2 separate regions of the Rattus norvegicus genome follow, and region 1 is linked to region 2. Evidence: chromatin contacts called from public HiChIP or PLAC-seq data. All regions are on one chromosome and are shown on one strand. The core of a region is the stretch at or near the end of the contact, and the rest is flanking DNA. Distances in the headings are between cores, read along the strand shown.

The links. HiChIP or PLAC-seq counts read pairs in DNA pulled down with a chosen protein or histone mark.
Region 1: an H3K27ac HiChIP or PLAC-seq map of oligodendrocytes shows a contact between it and region 2, with 4 times the contacts expected there. The contact joins two enhancer-like sites. A contact is called at or near these places in 7 of 12 Hi-C or Micro-C datasets (Schwann cells, frontal cortex, kidney and 3 more) and 1 of 1 datasets of contacts at active chromatin or transcription factors (oligodendrocytes).

The regions. Positions count from the first base shown.
Region 1 is chr7:118,686,815-118,690,248 of GRCr8, reverse strand. No RefSeq gene overlaps it. Among named protein-coding and RNA genes, the nearest start is that of Mirlet7b, 4.5 kb to the right of the region's middle. Within about 2 kb of position 1,463, at least 7 of the 93 cell types and tissues checked have an H3K27ac peak or open chromatin away from gene starts, as enhancers often do. A contact at or near this core is called in Schwann cells, where this site is marked.
Region 2 is chr7:118,645,276-118,648,773 of GRCr8, reverse strand. No RefSeq gene overlaps it. Among named protein-coding and RNA genes, the nearest start is that of Mirlet7c2, 37 kb to the left of the region's middle. Within about 2 kb of position 1,608, at least 75 of the 93 cell types and tissues checked have an H3K27ac peak or open chromatin away from gene starts, as enhancers often do. A contact at or near this core is called in Schwann cells, where this site is marked.

The DNA.
Region 1 (3,434 bases), core at 214-2,713, 42 kb before region 2:
GACCTTCTCCCATCAATCAGTAATCAAGGAAATGCCCCCACGAACTTGCTCACAGGCATTTTCTCAACTGAGGCTCTCTCTTCCAAGATGACCTGTTGTATTATCAAGGTGACAAAAAACAAAGAGGCACTTCTTCATTTAATTACACACACTGAAAGTCAAGTGGTGGGACAGGTGTGAAAGACTACTGAGAGCAGGACCACATACTAGGGACAGAGGACAAAATGGAGTAGGCACGGGAGAAGGAGGAGGTGTTGTAGTAGCTGAGTGTGGCTGGACAATAGCCTGAGCTACGTGTCCACTTAAGACCCTAGCAGCCTCAAAGGGTCAGGGCTAGAAGAAACCTACAAGTCCTGTGGGAACCAACACAGAACATGGCATGGATGATGCCCATGCCTTAGAACGCCCCACCACCCGGCAGCCCGCCCCAGCTTCTGAGCAGCAAGCAGGATGTCTACAGACTGCTTCACTAATCTTCACTAATCTCACCCCTGGCCTCACTAGGCAGCAGGCCTGGTAGCCCACCTCCCAAAGGGCTTCTCAGAGGAGAACCCTCCTTCCTCACTCCCTTTCTAGGCCCTCTGTTTTGATACCCCCACGCTCCCCCCAATGTGTCCCAAGAGCAGTGACCCTTGTTCCACCATGGGGCCATATGGGTTCCTAGGCTGGAGGACTTTGCCAGTACCATTTGGAGAGTGAGCTCAGGGACTGTTAGTCTGAGGAACTAGGCTATTTGTGGGGATCACCAACAGGGGAAACCTCCTGCTGAGCGGAACTTCCTTGTCTCTCATTGGCTCAGCTGCTGAGCAGGGATGGCTAAGCAAAGGGGAGAACAAGCCTCATTTTCTTAGCAGAAACAAGCAGGGGGAAGGGGAGAGGCCTGCCCTGGGTGGGGTTTTGATGTCACCACACTTGGCACACCCTATTGTGGATGTTGGGGGAGGGGCCGTGGGGTACAAATGCCTGGGGCCCTGAGGGGATGTTGGTGGGCCTCCTGTGTCAGGGCTCACCCAGCAGCTCACCTCAGCCATCCTAGAGGACAAACTGTAGAGCACGAACTCTCACCTGCCAGGGCAGTGGACACTGGCTGGGCCTTCAGGGCTACTGGGCTCTCTCAGGATTGCTTAAGTCCCAGCATTGGTTTTTGGTCAACCCTTACCCCATGCTCAGCAACCCATATGCCCAGAGCACTTCCAGTCCACAGGACAGGGCCCCTGTCAACTCCACCTGACTTCATAAAGGTTCCTCCTCATTCACTGGCACCTCCTCCACACCAGCCTGGCCTCCAGCCAGTCCTAATTGCTGTCCTCTTCCTGAAGCCTCTGCTTCCCATGCTTCAGGGCCTAGTCATTCCCCGGTCCCCCCCTTCCCAACCTTTAACACCATCATATCCATGGTCCTACTCAGCTCAGCTCAGCAGCGGGCCAGCCATTTGGGTCTAACAGAGAAGAAAACAGTGTTTCCATAGAAGGCTCAGCTCTTGCTGTGACCCTGGACTCACGCCAAGCTGACCCAGGCAATGAACAGAAGACAGAGCCAAGAGGGAGGATGCCCAGGATAGACTTGGTGAGTGAGGCCCGGACAAGGAAGGAGGGAAGAGGGGTTGGGGATTTAGCTCAGCGGTAGAGCACTTGCCTAGTAAGCGCAAGGCCCTGGGTTCGGTCCCCAGCCCTGAAAAAAAAAAAAGAAAAAGAAAAGAAAAGAAGAAAAAAAGGAAGGAGGGAAGAGAGAAGAGAAGGGATGAGTGGAAGGCAGGATACATTCCACTTTGGTTTCCAGAGACTGCAAGAGGGCAGTGTCTCCCCCTCATGCTGACAGGTTATGATGTAGCAGCGGTGTGGTCTTAGCTGGAGGCCTGTCCGATGCCTAGGATCAGAGAGCCGGGGTGTCAGAAACTCAAAGGCAGGCCACTTCCTCATCTCAGTTCAAACCCAGAGCAGTCTGGGAAGCCAGATTGGTGAGCACTCGCCACTTTCCTCTTGTCAAGGAGGGCAACTGGGACTGAACAGATTCCTTAGTCTCTCCCCCATGCCTGCCCCCTTCACTGTCTCCACTGGCTGGGAAGGCAAGATAACCACAGATATGGGTGGATAGAATACCCACTCTACCTTGTCCGGTGAGTAGCTTTGAGAAGGTTGTTCCACCTCTCTGTTCCTCAATCTCCTCAGTCTCCTCAGTCTCCAAGACCATGAAACCAGCTCAGGAAGGTCACCTCTGGAGCTTGTAGTGACGGTGGGAAACAGCCCTACTGAAGGTGTGTCCCCAACATCCTGTGTTTACACCAATAGCCTGTGCCCCTGCTCCCACCCTGCAGGGAGCCACCCTTACAGAATAGAGCAACCTGGCTTTCTACTTAGGCTCACAGAAAGTGAGGGCTCCAGGCTGGGTCCTGGCTGGGCAGGAAGAGGCTGAAGCCGTCAAGGATGTGCATAACGAACTTGGACATCTGGTGCACGGGGTGACCCGCAGTCCCTCCATGCTTGTGCTGAGGTTTGGGCCTGTGAGTAAGTCAGAGACCCAATGGCACTTTGTTCCCTGGCCTATCTCAGCTCTCCGGTTGTCCCGGGTCTAACTAGTGTGGTTTTAGGTGTTTCCACTTTGTCCTGTTCCAGAGGACTAGACTCAGGGTGGGGTGCATTCACCCAGTGGGCCCAGGGGTTTCTCCAGTGCCACAGTCCGTCTCAGCAGGCAACACCAGAGACATATGCCTACTGAATGCCACAGGACAGGTGCATCTGCCAGAAGGTTGTGGGCACACCAATGCAAAGTCCTCAGCTGCCTCCCAAGCTGTGGCCTCCCCTCAGCCACCTCCCTCACCTAAGCCATCCTCACCATCAGGCCTCCAAAGATGCAGGCACATTGGCCCAGTCTTAGGGTGGTTCCTTTCCTGTCAGTAGCTCTTGATCAGGTGCTAACAAGCTGTGACCTGGGCTCACTGCTCTTTCCTGGGATTCAGAAGGACTCCCAGGCAGCTGTGTCGTACAAAGAACAGAGTGGAGATAGGAGGGACAAGGCAGGCACCAGATACATGCTTAGGGGCATACGGAACTACAGCTTGGGCTCCATGCAGACCTTCCTTGACTTAACACTGAACTCAAGGATGCCATAGGCCAGAAGACCCCCCCCAACCCCTGCCAACCCCACACCCTTCACCCCACACACATCACAACCTGAGTGGAGCAGAGGTTGGGCGGGGCTTGATCATTTTGGTTGCTATACTCTCCTGCTGCCACACGGTGTCGCTGCTGGGAAGCACACCACCCAGTGGAGGCGGTGGATCAGGGGCCTGACTGGCTGGTCAGAAGGGCAGCTGTATGTGAACATGCGGATGGCACAGACTGAATCAGGGCTCCCTTCACAGGGCAGTCTCCAGAAATATACCCCTGGGCTTAAGCACTTTTATACCCTGCAGCTTTCTGCACACAAAAGTCCCC
Region 2 (3,498 bases), core at 359-2,858:
GGACAGACCCCTCTTAGAAATCTGTCCATTAAATATTTAAATGCCAAGTAGCTAAAGTGAAAAAGCTCTTACCTCTCCAACCTTGATCATGCCCGCAGCGCACAGGTCCACCGCCCTGCCAGACCACCTCTTGGCCGCCGCTAGCGCTGTGCTGGCATGCCCGCAGCCGCTGGCTGGAGTCCGGGGTGACTTGCGTTCGGCTCCTGGGCGCACAGGAACAGCCAAGGGCAGTGCGGAGCCGCTCCCGCAACTCTTCGAAGGGTGGAATGGCCTCTGGCCAGCGCACGGCGAGGCCCCAAACCCCGGACCCACGGCTCTCCGGGTTTCTGCAGTCTTACATCCAACGACCCAACACGCAAAAGAGTGGCGCGAAGGATCGAGTCACGCGTCCACGGCTGGCGCCACTGGAGACCTTTGTCCCGGACGCTAACGAGAGCGTGCGGGCCCGCGTGCGCCCACGCCCTGCCGCGGAGGACCGGGCCAGCGTGCTCCGTGACTTTCTCCAAGTTCACGTGCATCCCGGAGCGGCCAGGCGGGCGCAGCGGGCCCGGACGCTCAGAGCCTGGCCGTCGGGCGGGCTCGGGACCCAGCGGCCCAGCGCGCGGGCGGGACCACAGTGAGAGCCACCGGGGGCGACCAGAGGGCACCGGGACAGAGCGGGCCACTCGTCTGGCGCTGCCCGGGTTCCGAATGCAGTGGCGGCTTGGCACAGACGCGCCGCGCGCCCGGTGCATGCTAATGGCCGGCGGGCGCGCCATGAATTATTCAGCAGCGGCGCGGAGAGGACGAGCGCGGCTCGGAGGGCGGCCTGGGCCGCGCGTCCCCCGCAGCCGCAGAGCGGTCGCACCGACTTCCCAAACTTTCCCCGGCCCGCACCGAGGATGCGGCCCCCGCGGCGCCGCGGTCCCCGCCCGAGCGCGCTGGCCGCGCTTCCCCCGTTGCCGCCTATTTTATGTCTTTTGTCTCGGAGTTGGCACCTGTCCCAGAGAGCGCGTTTCCCTGCCCACCCCTTCGCCGCCGGATCGGGGCGGGGGAGGGGGCACGGGGGACCGGGGAGGAGGGGACGAGGGAAGCGAGGCGCCCGCGCGCCCTGCGTCCTGGAGAGACCGCCGGGGGCGGCGGCGGCCGTGCCCGAGCACCGGGGCACCCCTGCTTCGCTGGGAGGTCAGGGCTGCGAACGCGCCCGGAATACCAACGAGGCCGCTGTGCCCGCTGCGGGCCGGTGCGTCCGGGCGCCGCCCCTCCCGGACGGCCCCCACCCAGACGGGCGCGCTCGGGCTGGGCGGGCGGCGGGAGCTGCGGATTCGCCGCCCCGGCCCCGCGCCTGGCCCCGCAGCTCCGCGTGCGCGTCCCCGCGGGCACGCCGCCCGAGGCGCTCCCCGCTTGCGCGCGCCCGTCCCGCGGCCCCGCCCGTCGCCTTCGCGCGCCCACCCCACTGGGCACCGCACGGCGGAGACCCACCGGTAGAGCCCCGGGGCCAAAGCAGCGGGGAGGGCTGAGCAGGAGCGCGTCCCCTGCCCGCGCCGCCTTGGCACGGAGGCGGCTGCCTGGGCGCGCTCCGCGGCTGCGCTCCAAAGCTCTGGCTGCCATGATTGCGGGCAGTACCAAGACGCGCGTGCACGCTCGGGGCCGATTGGGACCATCGGTCGACAGCGATCCTCTCTGCCCGCCCGCAGCCCAGTGCGCGCTGAGGACAGCCGCCAGGGTCGCCGAGCTCTAGATAGGGTACTGAGACAGCATGGTGGGCCGGATAGTGGCAGTGGCTTCCCGCAGGAAGGGGCGCGCGCATGGGCGACCCAGCCAGTCCAACGGAGCAAGGGGCGCGGTGCCCAGCGGGGTGCGGCAGGGAGGGCACACAACCTAGCTAATGGGTATGGGAAGTAATGCACAGAACTGAGCATGCAAAGGGGCCGTGCAAGGTGCCTGGGGAGGCATGGGATTCGCAGAGGCATGTTGCCCAGAGCTGGTGCCCACCTCCAGGCTCGCTCCTTTCCCGCTGGAAACAACTTCCTGCTATTAGGACTGGGGCACAGGAGCTGCGGGGGTAGTTCAAGGCCATGGCTTTGCTCTCAGCCCTACAGCAACACTGCTGGCTCCAGGCCACCCCGGGCCCCTAAAAGGGGGAATGGGACGGCTGGGCTCCAGGACCTGGTTACTGGTTAGAATGCCAAGGAGGCCGCAGCGTCTTCCAGATCGCTTCACTGGCGTGCACAAGCGTTTTCCAAACAGAGGCCAGCCTGGGCCTCAGGCTCTCAGAGACACATGTGAACACAGGGTCCCTAGACTTGGATTCCCTCCTCCTGTCCAGACATGCCCTGGATCACAGCCACTTGGACCTGGCTGGTTCTGGAGGTGTATGATAGCCCGTTGACGACCAGGGCCAGGGAGAACAAGGCCTCCAGGGCCCATCCCACAATCTCTGTGCCTGTCTCCCCCCTCCACCTCCCCACTGGCCTTGGCATTCTAACCAGTGTCCTTTGACGTCATATCTCGCCATTTCTGTCAACCAATTGAAACTTGCCCGTTGTAATAAAAAATATAATTTTTTATGCCATTGGTAAATTCAAAAGTTCCTCGTGTGTCCCGCTTCCCAGGAAAGTTCATTCCTCGTTGTATCGGACTGCCACGAGGGAGGACCTGAACACACTGGGTAAAGGTAGCCTGGGCTTGCTGGCTCTGCCGGGGCCTTTAACTGCTCCCAGTGACCTGTTCTATAAGTTCTGGAGATCACCATGACCCTGGCCTGTCCTACAGCCACACTACATCAGTGCAGACAACCTCATAACATACAGTTTAGGAGAAGGGAGAAAAAAAAATCCAGGACACATCCTGTCCTGATCAACTTTCATTTTCTACAACTGCCCGTGACCGAGGACAGTCACAACTAGTGAGCTTCATTCTTTCTGGGGAAGAGTGTATTGTGGCCCCAGCTCCCAGGGCTAGAGTCTCAGGGCCAGAAGGGCAGGAGCCCTACAGTGTTATACCGGAGTGGCTCTACCGAGTCCCTACCACAGGGCTGGTGAAACTGATCTTTCCTGGCACTGTGTGGTCCTTTACAATTCTCCTTACTGTCTGAATCCCCAGCCTCGACCAGGAAAGTGTGGCAAAAGGTGACGCTGTGCTAGGCAGTCTCCTAATGCCACACAGACCCCTGGGAAGCCACAGTAGGGGATGGGGGGTAACCTCAACCATGAGGTCAGAAAACACTAAAGATGGCTTGTGGTCTAGTGAGTTTTGAGGCCCCAGAAGAACAGAAACTCTAGGGCTGAGCCTAACTGCAGAGGTCCTGGTATTCTGAACACCAGGCCCTTCTGAATGCAGAACCTGGTTTTTCCAAAATAACGAGCAAGCTCAGGAACGACCAAACGGGGGATTCTGAATACAAATATATGGTGCCTGTTTTCACACAAAACTGCTCTCAAGTGAAAATTCTAAAATGGTTGCATACCTTTGAGATATGCCCGTGAGGGAGAAAATAAAAATAAAAGTTGCATCCAG